Linked DNA regions of Mus musculus: region 2 is linked to region 1. Evidence: chromatin contacts called from public promoter capture Hi-C data. All regions are on one chromosome and are shown on one strand. Each heading gives the region's core, a stretch centred on a gene start, on an enhancer-like site or on the middle of the called end of the contact. The rest is flanking DNA. Distances are from core to core; before and after follow the strand shown. Region 1 holds the start of Sirt7 (sirtuin 7). Region 2 holds the start of Tex19.1 (testis expressed gene 19.1).

The links. Promoter capture Hi-C pulls out the DNA fragments that hold promoters and counts their contacts.
Region 2: a promoter capture Hi-C map of stem cell-derived epiblast-like cells shows a contact between it and region 1, with 2.8 times the contacts expected there. The contact joins the promoter of Tex19.1 here to the promoter of Sirt7 in region 1. A contact is called at or near these places in 2 of 39 promoter capture datasets (liver and stem cell-derived epiblast-like cells) and 1 of 115 datasets of contacts at active chromatin or transcription factors (pancreatic cancer cells).

What each region holds. Positions count from the first base shown.
Region 1 is chr11:120,623,355-120,626,905 of GRCm38.p6, reverse strand. It overlaps Sirt7 (sirtuin 7), which reads left to right and starts at 1,892. Exons shown (of 10, transcript NM_153056.3): 1 at 1,892-2,029; 2 at 2,096-2,233; 3 at 2,312-2,416. The coding sequence starts at 1,934. It overlaps Mir6936 (microRNA 6936), which reads left to right and starts at 2,030; the gene lies at 2,030-2,083. It also overlaps a transcript of Mafg not described here.
Region 2 is chr11:121,144,336-121,147,886 of GRCm38.p6, reverse strand. Tex19.1 (testis expressed gene 19.1) reads right to left here and starts at 1,744. Exons shown (of 3, transcript NM_028602.3): 1 at 1,665-1,744; 2 at 1,286-1,359; 3 at 1-1,158. The coding sequence starts at 1,069. The coding sequence ends at 14.

The sequences.
Region 1 (3,551 bases), core at 643-3,142:
ACTGGCTGGGCTGCTGTGTAAAGCTGAGAATGGCCCAGTGCCTCAGTCCAGCCTCCTGGGAGGATGAGGAAGAGGAGGCTGCGGCTGGGTATGTGTTAAACAGGAGTAGTAGGTCTTTGCTTCTGAACAGGATAGAGCTATGCTCAAGGCTTTCAGGTTTGCAGCACCTGCTTCTTGAGTCTGGGGAACTTTCCCTGTTGAGCCAGCCCTGCAGCTCCACTCCCTGTCCCTTGCCCTTGATTTCCTGACAGTAAATCCTGTGTCCATTTGTGACTGTTGGCTGTTTCTCTGATCATTGTTAATTCCGTTTTCCTACTGTGAGGGTGTTGTGTTTGACTTTCTGACACAGCGAATGGAGAGCTTGGGCTGAGGCCAGGTCTCCCAAACTTCTCCGCTAAGTAAACCATAATGTGTGACTTCCCTCCTACCTTGACTCTGCCTGACTTCTTCCTTGGACATAGACACTCAGATTTCAAAGAAAGTCCACAGTTTCCTCTGTAGAGTATGGTCCCAGAGAGTCCCCCCTGTGTTGTGTGCAGCTGGGTGTGGTGCCTGCTGTGCAGGGAGCCAGTGGCAACACTGTGTTAACAGGGATCACCACCATCACCCGGCTTCCAGCAGGCTGGTCTCAGCTCATCTTTCAGTTCTATGTGTGCTCTGTTAGCCTTGGTGATCAGGGCCAGGGTTTGCAGCTTTGATAAACTACTTGGAGATGGTGAGGCCACTTCCCTGCTACCTCCCTCTCTGGTGTGGCCACTTGGCTAAAGCTCCCATCCGCAGCTGGGATGTCTGAGCCACAGCCTGCTACACTGTTTCCCCTCTGGGATCTTCTGAGTTACTTTTTTAGGCTGTGGTTTAGTGAAAGGAACCAACACATTAACAATCTCCCCAGAAGCCACTGAATAATTCTTGGCATATTTTCTCAGTGCCATTGGCCGCCTGGTTTGGGAGCAGTTGTGGAACAGAGGACAGATCGGTACCATACAGAGGCATGGGTTCGCTGTAGCTGCTCACAGTTTGCCTGTTCCTGGCGTGTGTCCTAGGTGTGTGCTATACCTGCTGGGCCAGCTACACACATACGTACCCTGCCCCTGGAGCAACGGCATTAATATAGCACGGGTGTCTCTGGAAGTGTGAGGTAGAGTGTTCTAGGAAGTGTTCCTGATAAGATTTCCTTGTTCTCTAGGGCCCCCGTTGGGCTTTTGGCCCCTCCAGCAACTTTATGCCCCAACCCCACTTTTCCTCCCATTCTCTGTCTGCTAGTCTCTGAAGCCTTTAACCAAATGGGAATGGGTACAGAAAGCCTTCTCCTGGCAACTTAGGGCAACAGGACAAGGGCTATTGTGTGTCCAGCTCTGTTGGTCTCCTGGTGCTGAGAGGTGTGTCCAAGCAGAGTTGATCAGCCCCTGCCTGCCCTGCAGGGCTGAAGCCAGGGGGAAGGTTAGTAGAGAGTACCCTAAATGGGGTGAGGGTCCTTCAACATCCAAGTGAGGAGGGGCTGTGGTGTGGCTGCAAGGTGAGACCCTGTCTCCTGCACCTGGGTAGGGCCATAGGGGATCTGGCTGCAAGGTGAGGCCTGGACTTGGAGAGCAATCAGTCTCCTGGCCTCAGCAGGCAGCAGCCTTGGTGCCCACCCGTGCCCTGCGCAGTATTTATTGCTAAATTATTGTCCAGGAGGGGCGGCACTGGGCCTGGCCCCCCGGGTATTTATTGCTGTACATAGTGTATGTTTGTGATATATAAGGTTTTCTTTATTTTGTATATGATCAATAAACGCCTTTTAAAGAGATCTGGTGGTATTTCTTTGAAATCCCGAAGGAGCAAGGGTGGGAAGGGCGAGCCGGAAGAGGTGGAAAGGGCCGGGCCCGCGCATGCGTCTCTGTAGCTGCCGGATGAGGCGGAAGCGGAAGCCGGAAGCGCAGTCAAAGGAGCGATGGCAGCCGGTGGCGGTCTGAGCCGCTCGGAGCGCAAAGCTGCTGAGCGGGTCCGGAGGCTGCGGGAGGAGCAGCAGCGGGAGCGCCTCCGCCAGGTGAGCCACTGCCGTGCCCGCGCTCGCGCCGGCGCGCGCGGTCGCTCACCCGCTGCTCGTCCGTAGGTGTCACGCATCCTGAGGAAGGCGGCTGCAGAGCGCAGCGCGGAGGAGGGCCGGCTCTTGGCCGAGAGCGAGGATCTGGTGACCGAGCTGCAGGGTCGAAGTCGGCGGCGTGAGGGCCTCAAGCGCCGCCAGGAGGAGGCGAGTCGCGGGCAGCGGGTGCTGGGCGGCGGGCTGCGGGAGGCGAGCGGCGGCAATAACCAGCCTGGCTCCTATCAGGTGTGTGATGACCCGGAGGAGCTGCGGAGGAAGGTCCGCGAACTGGCCGGAGCTGTCCGAAGTGCCAGGCACTTGGTTGTCTACACGGGCGCTGGAATCAGCACAGTGAGTGAGGGCCTGCGCGTTGCTTCGGGTGTGAGGCGCCCCCTTCTGGGATGCAAACTCGGGCTGTACAGTGCTGGAGTTCAAAATCTCGCTCACCTTTGAAGTAACTTCAAGGTGTCCTTTCTCAGAGACCCGAAGCAATTCTAGATTTAAGACTTAACTAAGGCAACGTGACAGTGGTGGCACATTCCTTTAGTCCCAGCACTTGGGAGACAGGAGGATCTCTGTAATTTCAAGATCAGCCTGGTCTGCATAGGGACTGCATAGGGAGTTCTAGGTCAGCCAGGGCTAAAGAATAAGTCAATAAATAATAATTAAGCTAAGTCAAAGAGTTACAGAATGCGTAGTTTCTGACTGCCAATCAAACATGGAACAGTAGTAGGGCATAGTAGCCAACTGCCTGCTAATGCCTTCTCCCTTAAAGTGCAGACAAATTGATCGATTTACGTGATGTGGACAAACTGGAGCCCTAGTCTTTCTCCTGAGCCTGTACTCCTTGAAGAAAGATAAATGGAAAACTAGTGTCGAGTCCCAAATCTCCAATCTCAGGACTCAGGAGGTGGGGCCTGGTAGAGGAGGAAGATCAAGATCAAACTCTTGAGAGCAGCCTGGCTCGAAGCTCCATGCAAGACCCTGGCTCGGGGAAAAAAAAAAAAAAAACCAGACAGAGTCCTGGTACAATAGGTACATTTGAGAAATGCTGTCCTCTTGACTCTGAGAGCTCTCCTGGGAAGGCTGAGGGATGACTAGCTTTGAAGTTGAATATTTGACCTCAGGCGAACTCGGCTTCTATTCTGAGAAGCCCTGAGGTGGTCTGGAGAGATGGCTCAGTGGGTAGCGTGCCTGCTATGCAAGCGTGAAGACCCGAGTTTGGACTCTCAGAATCCATGTGAAGAAGCTGAGCAGTACCACACTCTGTAACCCCCAGAACTGGGAAGATAAGCTCAGAAGCCCCCCTGAAGCCCTCTGGCTAGCAGCCTAGCCAGATCCACGAGCTGCAGGTGCATTGAGAGACTAACAACTACAACAACAAAGGTGGGGGAGGCAGTGAGAAGCTCACTGAATACTTAGGCACTTGCTACCAAGCCTGGTGCATGAGTCCGGTCCTCAGAGCTCACACAACAGAAGAGAACTG
Region 2 (3,551 bases), core at 495-2,994, 520 kb before region 1:
TCAGGAATGTGCATCAGGGAGTAAGGGTCAGGAGGGGGTGGGGGGTGGGGTGGGAATCAAGGAAAGACTGAGCAAGGTGGTAGTCAGTACCACAAATAGTAGCATCTGTGATAAACAGCCTCTCTCCTGGCTCCCAGCTCCAGGTCTCTGGCATGTTAATGTGCCAGGGCAAGAAGGAACCTACCCAGAAGCCTTTATTCCACAGGTAGCAGGTGGCAGGCAATAACTCCATCCCTAATTCTGAAGCTGTCAGGATGCTCAGCCTCCAGGGATTCAGGCTCTGATGGTACAGGCCGTGCTGCCCAACTTCTTTCCGAAAATGGGCCACCCACATCTCACCAGGGTCCAGCAACACCTGCCAGTGCTGGACCTGAGTCCTTACGACCCAGCGGACACGCATTGACAGCAGGTGGCACCTAGATTGGACGCTATCCAACAGGAGGACAAACTTCTGGTCTTGCAACCAGGATTGTGCTACTGTCTGGTCCAAGGGCCAGTGGCATCTCAACTCCAACAACACAGGTTGCCCAGGAGATGGCATCACATCAAAAATATCCCACCAAGTCAGAGGAGGGATGAGCTGGTGCGAGCAGGGAAAAAGCCCATCAAGTCTCCAGGGAAGGGCCTGGGTCCACTCAGCATCCTCAGGACCCAGATCCAGGGGTACAGCTTCCTGAGGAAAGAGCTCAGTGGGCACAAAAATGGAGAATAGTATGCCCTGTGTCCACACAGGGGTTGGCAGCAGGACCCCAGACCCTTCAGAGACACTCTGTGGCACATAAAGGGACCCCAATCCCCGCCATGCATCCTGCTCAGGCCCTGGCTCCTGCTCAGACTCTGACTCTGACTCTGACAAGTATTCCAGGAGATCAGCATCTTCCTCTTCCTCTTCCTCTTCCTCCTCTTGCCAGTCTCCCATCTCCAGGTAGAGTTTATTCAATAGGAAAGCTGCCTTGAAGCAAGCAAAGCAGATCTTCGTCTGTTCCCCATGGACAAGATGGTACAGCCATGCCTCATAGAGGCAGGACATGCCCCTGGCCCCATGGCGAACGCTGACTGGGGGACACATGGTCAAGAAGTCTGTCTGCAGCTAAGCGGACACACAGATTCAGACTTGCTCGATGGACTGAGGAGGTCAGGTCAACAGAACCACAGAGGCTAGAAATAAGTGGGAAAGGCGAGAATGAGAGAAACGGGAGAAAACAGGGCACAGTAGGTCTAGGGGCTTTGGGGCTCCAGGACACGGGGCAGTGGTACCAGAACTGGGTGAGAATTCAATGAATACCTCTCTGAAGAAGTAGACAGGCTTGAGCTTCCAGAAACTTCTTCAGCTTCACACTTGCTCCAATATATGGGGAGCTAGAAAGACAGAGAAAATGAGGTTTGGCTCACCCTGCTGGGCCCGCTGCAGGGCTCCCCTGAGGAGAGGGTGTTGGGGCTCTGGCCCCCGGGGTTCCCTGTTCACTCTGGACAGGCTGGGGTGACATCAGAGGTGTCCTCAGGGCTCAAGGCCCCGACCTCACACTTGCGCCCGGCTACCAACCAAAGAGGCCGGGAAGCCTACGCCAGGAGGATCTCCTCTCTGCCCACCGTGCTCCCACCCGACCCAGGCCCACCGCACCCAGCCCGGCTCAGCCCCCGGCCCAGTCCCTTTCCATCCTTACCTCCCTGACTGAGCGCCCAGGTGCCAGCTAATGGACTCCAGAGCCAGGCTCTCCTCGCTAAGCACTGAACACCAGGGAGGACGAACGCGGCCTTATAAAGGGCCAAGTCCCGCGATGCTCCAGCTCATTTACATATCTCCCATGAGGTCCCAAAGCAGCAGGAAGCGAAGGTGCTGAGTCACTCTGGCCCTGAGTCACTCTGGCTCTGAAGGCGCACATGCGGCCTGGCGCCCCCTACAGCGCGCATGCGCTGCTCCCTTGCGCCACCTGAGTGCCCTGTGTGCTTCCTGTGTGCTCTAGCGGTGCCCGATGTCCCCATCCCTGTGCCTTCGAGGGACTCGAAGGCCCGGGCTCAGAGTTGGGCCCGCGGCACATCTTGTTTGGAAAAGTCGATTCCTTCTTCCCTGTCTCTTTAGTAAAAAGTTCTTTAACACTTGGGAAACTGCTCGCTCAGTTCTCAACTGCAGCCTAAGCACAGTTGCCTGTCTATGGGTCTTTTTGTTCTTAAACAGACTCTTTAAAGAAATTCTTTGTAGGGGCTGGAGAGATGGTTCAGGGGTTAAGAGCACTGACTGCACTTCCAAAGGTCGAGTTCATTCGCAGCAATCACCTGATAGCTCACAACCATCTGTAATGGGATCCGATGCCCTATTCTGGTGTCTCTGAAGAGAGCAACAGAGTACTCTTAAAATAAATAAATAAATCTTAGCCAGGCAGTGGCACATGCCTTTAATCCCAGCAATTGGGAGGCAGAGGCAAATCTTACAAAAACAAACAACAACAAAAAACAAAACCCAAAATAATTCTTTGAAGAGTTTATCCTTAAAGGAGTTTGGGACTCAGAGAAAAACCAAGCAGAAAATAGAAGGTATTCCACCCTCCAATTCAGCCTTGGAGCATACAGATATATTTGTTAAAATCAGTGAGCAGCATCGCAGTCCACTCTGCACATCCCACCAGGTTGGATATACTGGTGTAGCAACGTTCCTCTGTCATCACAGGGCCAGTTTCACTCTTTCTACAGGCCCTCGGGGCTGCCCTCAGGGCCCTGCTCTCCCCAGACCCTGGACTCGACTTCTGCAACCATTTTGCCCTGTCCAGAAGGTCACGTCTGGCCTCAAGCATCCAGAAACTACCATGGTTTCCTTCCTTAGGATCATGAAGCTTGGTTTCCTGGGTGCTCTGGGACAGCAGGAAGCAAGTTTCACTTCAGAGTTCAGTAATACTCCATTAAAAGAATATATCCCTTTAACCACTCACCTTATAAAGAGTATCTCATTGCTCTCTGGGATTTTTATAAGTAAAGCTGCTATGTGGAGTTGCGATCTTGGCAGTTACCCGGAAGTCTTCACTGGCCCTGTGTAGTCTTCTATCCTTTATCCCACATTACCCTCCACCCTCACCTTCAGCCTTGTTTCTGTGTGCTCTTGACCTACTCAGCTGTCTCCTCCTCAGCTGTAACTAGCCAGATGTCTCTCCTGACTCTTGCCTTTTGACCTTAGTGTCCAATTGTCAACATTCGTGGTGTTGAGATGTGTCCCCCATCCCCATAGGACTGGATATTTTAACACTTGCTTCTCTGTCAGTGGGGCTGCTTTGGGGACCTTTAGGTGGGGTCGGCTGACAGATGTGCCCCTGTGATTAGCTTTTGAGAGTTCATAGTCTCACCTACCTCCGATCTTCTCTCATCTCCATGTTTGTGGTTACAGAAGTCATCTCTCACCTTCCTGTCCTGACCCCCTGTTGCCTCTTCTGCCATTAAGGTCTATCCATCTGGAACCATTAGCCAAAAGAGAATTTTTCTTCTGCAAGTGACTTTGGTCATATTTTCTCACAGCAGCAACAATAAGTTAATCTACCACTGCCGGCTTCCCACAGCTTCTTCAC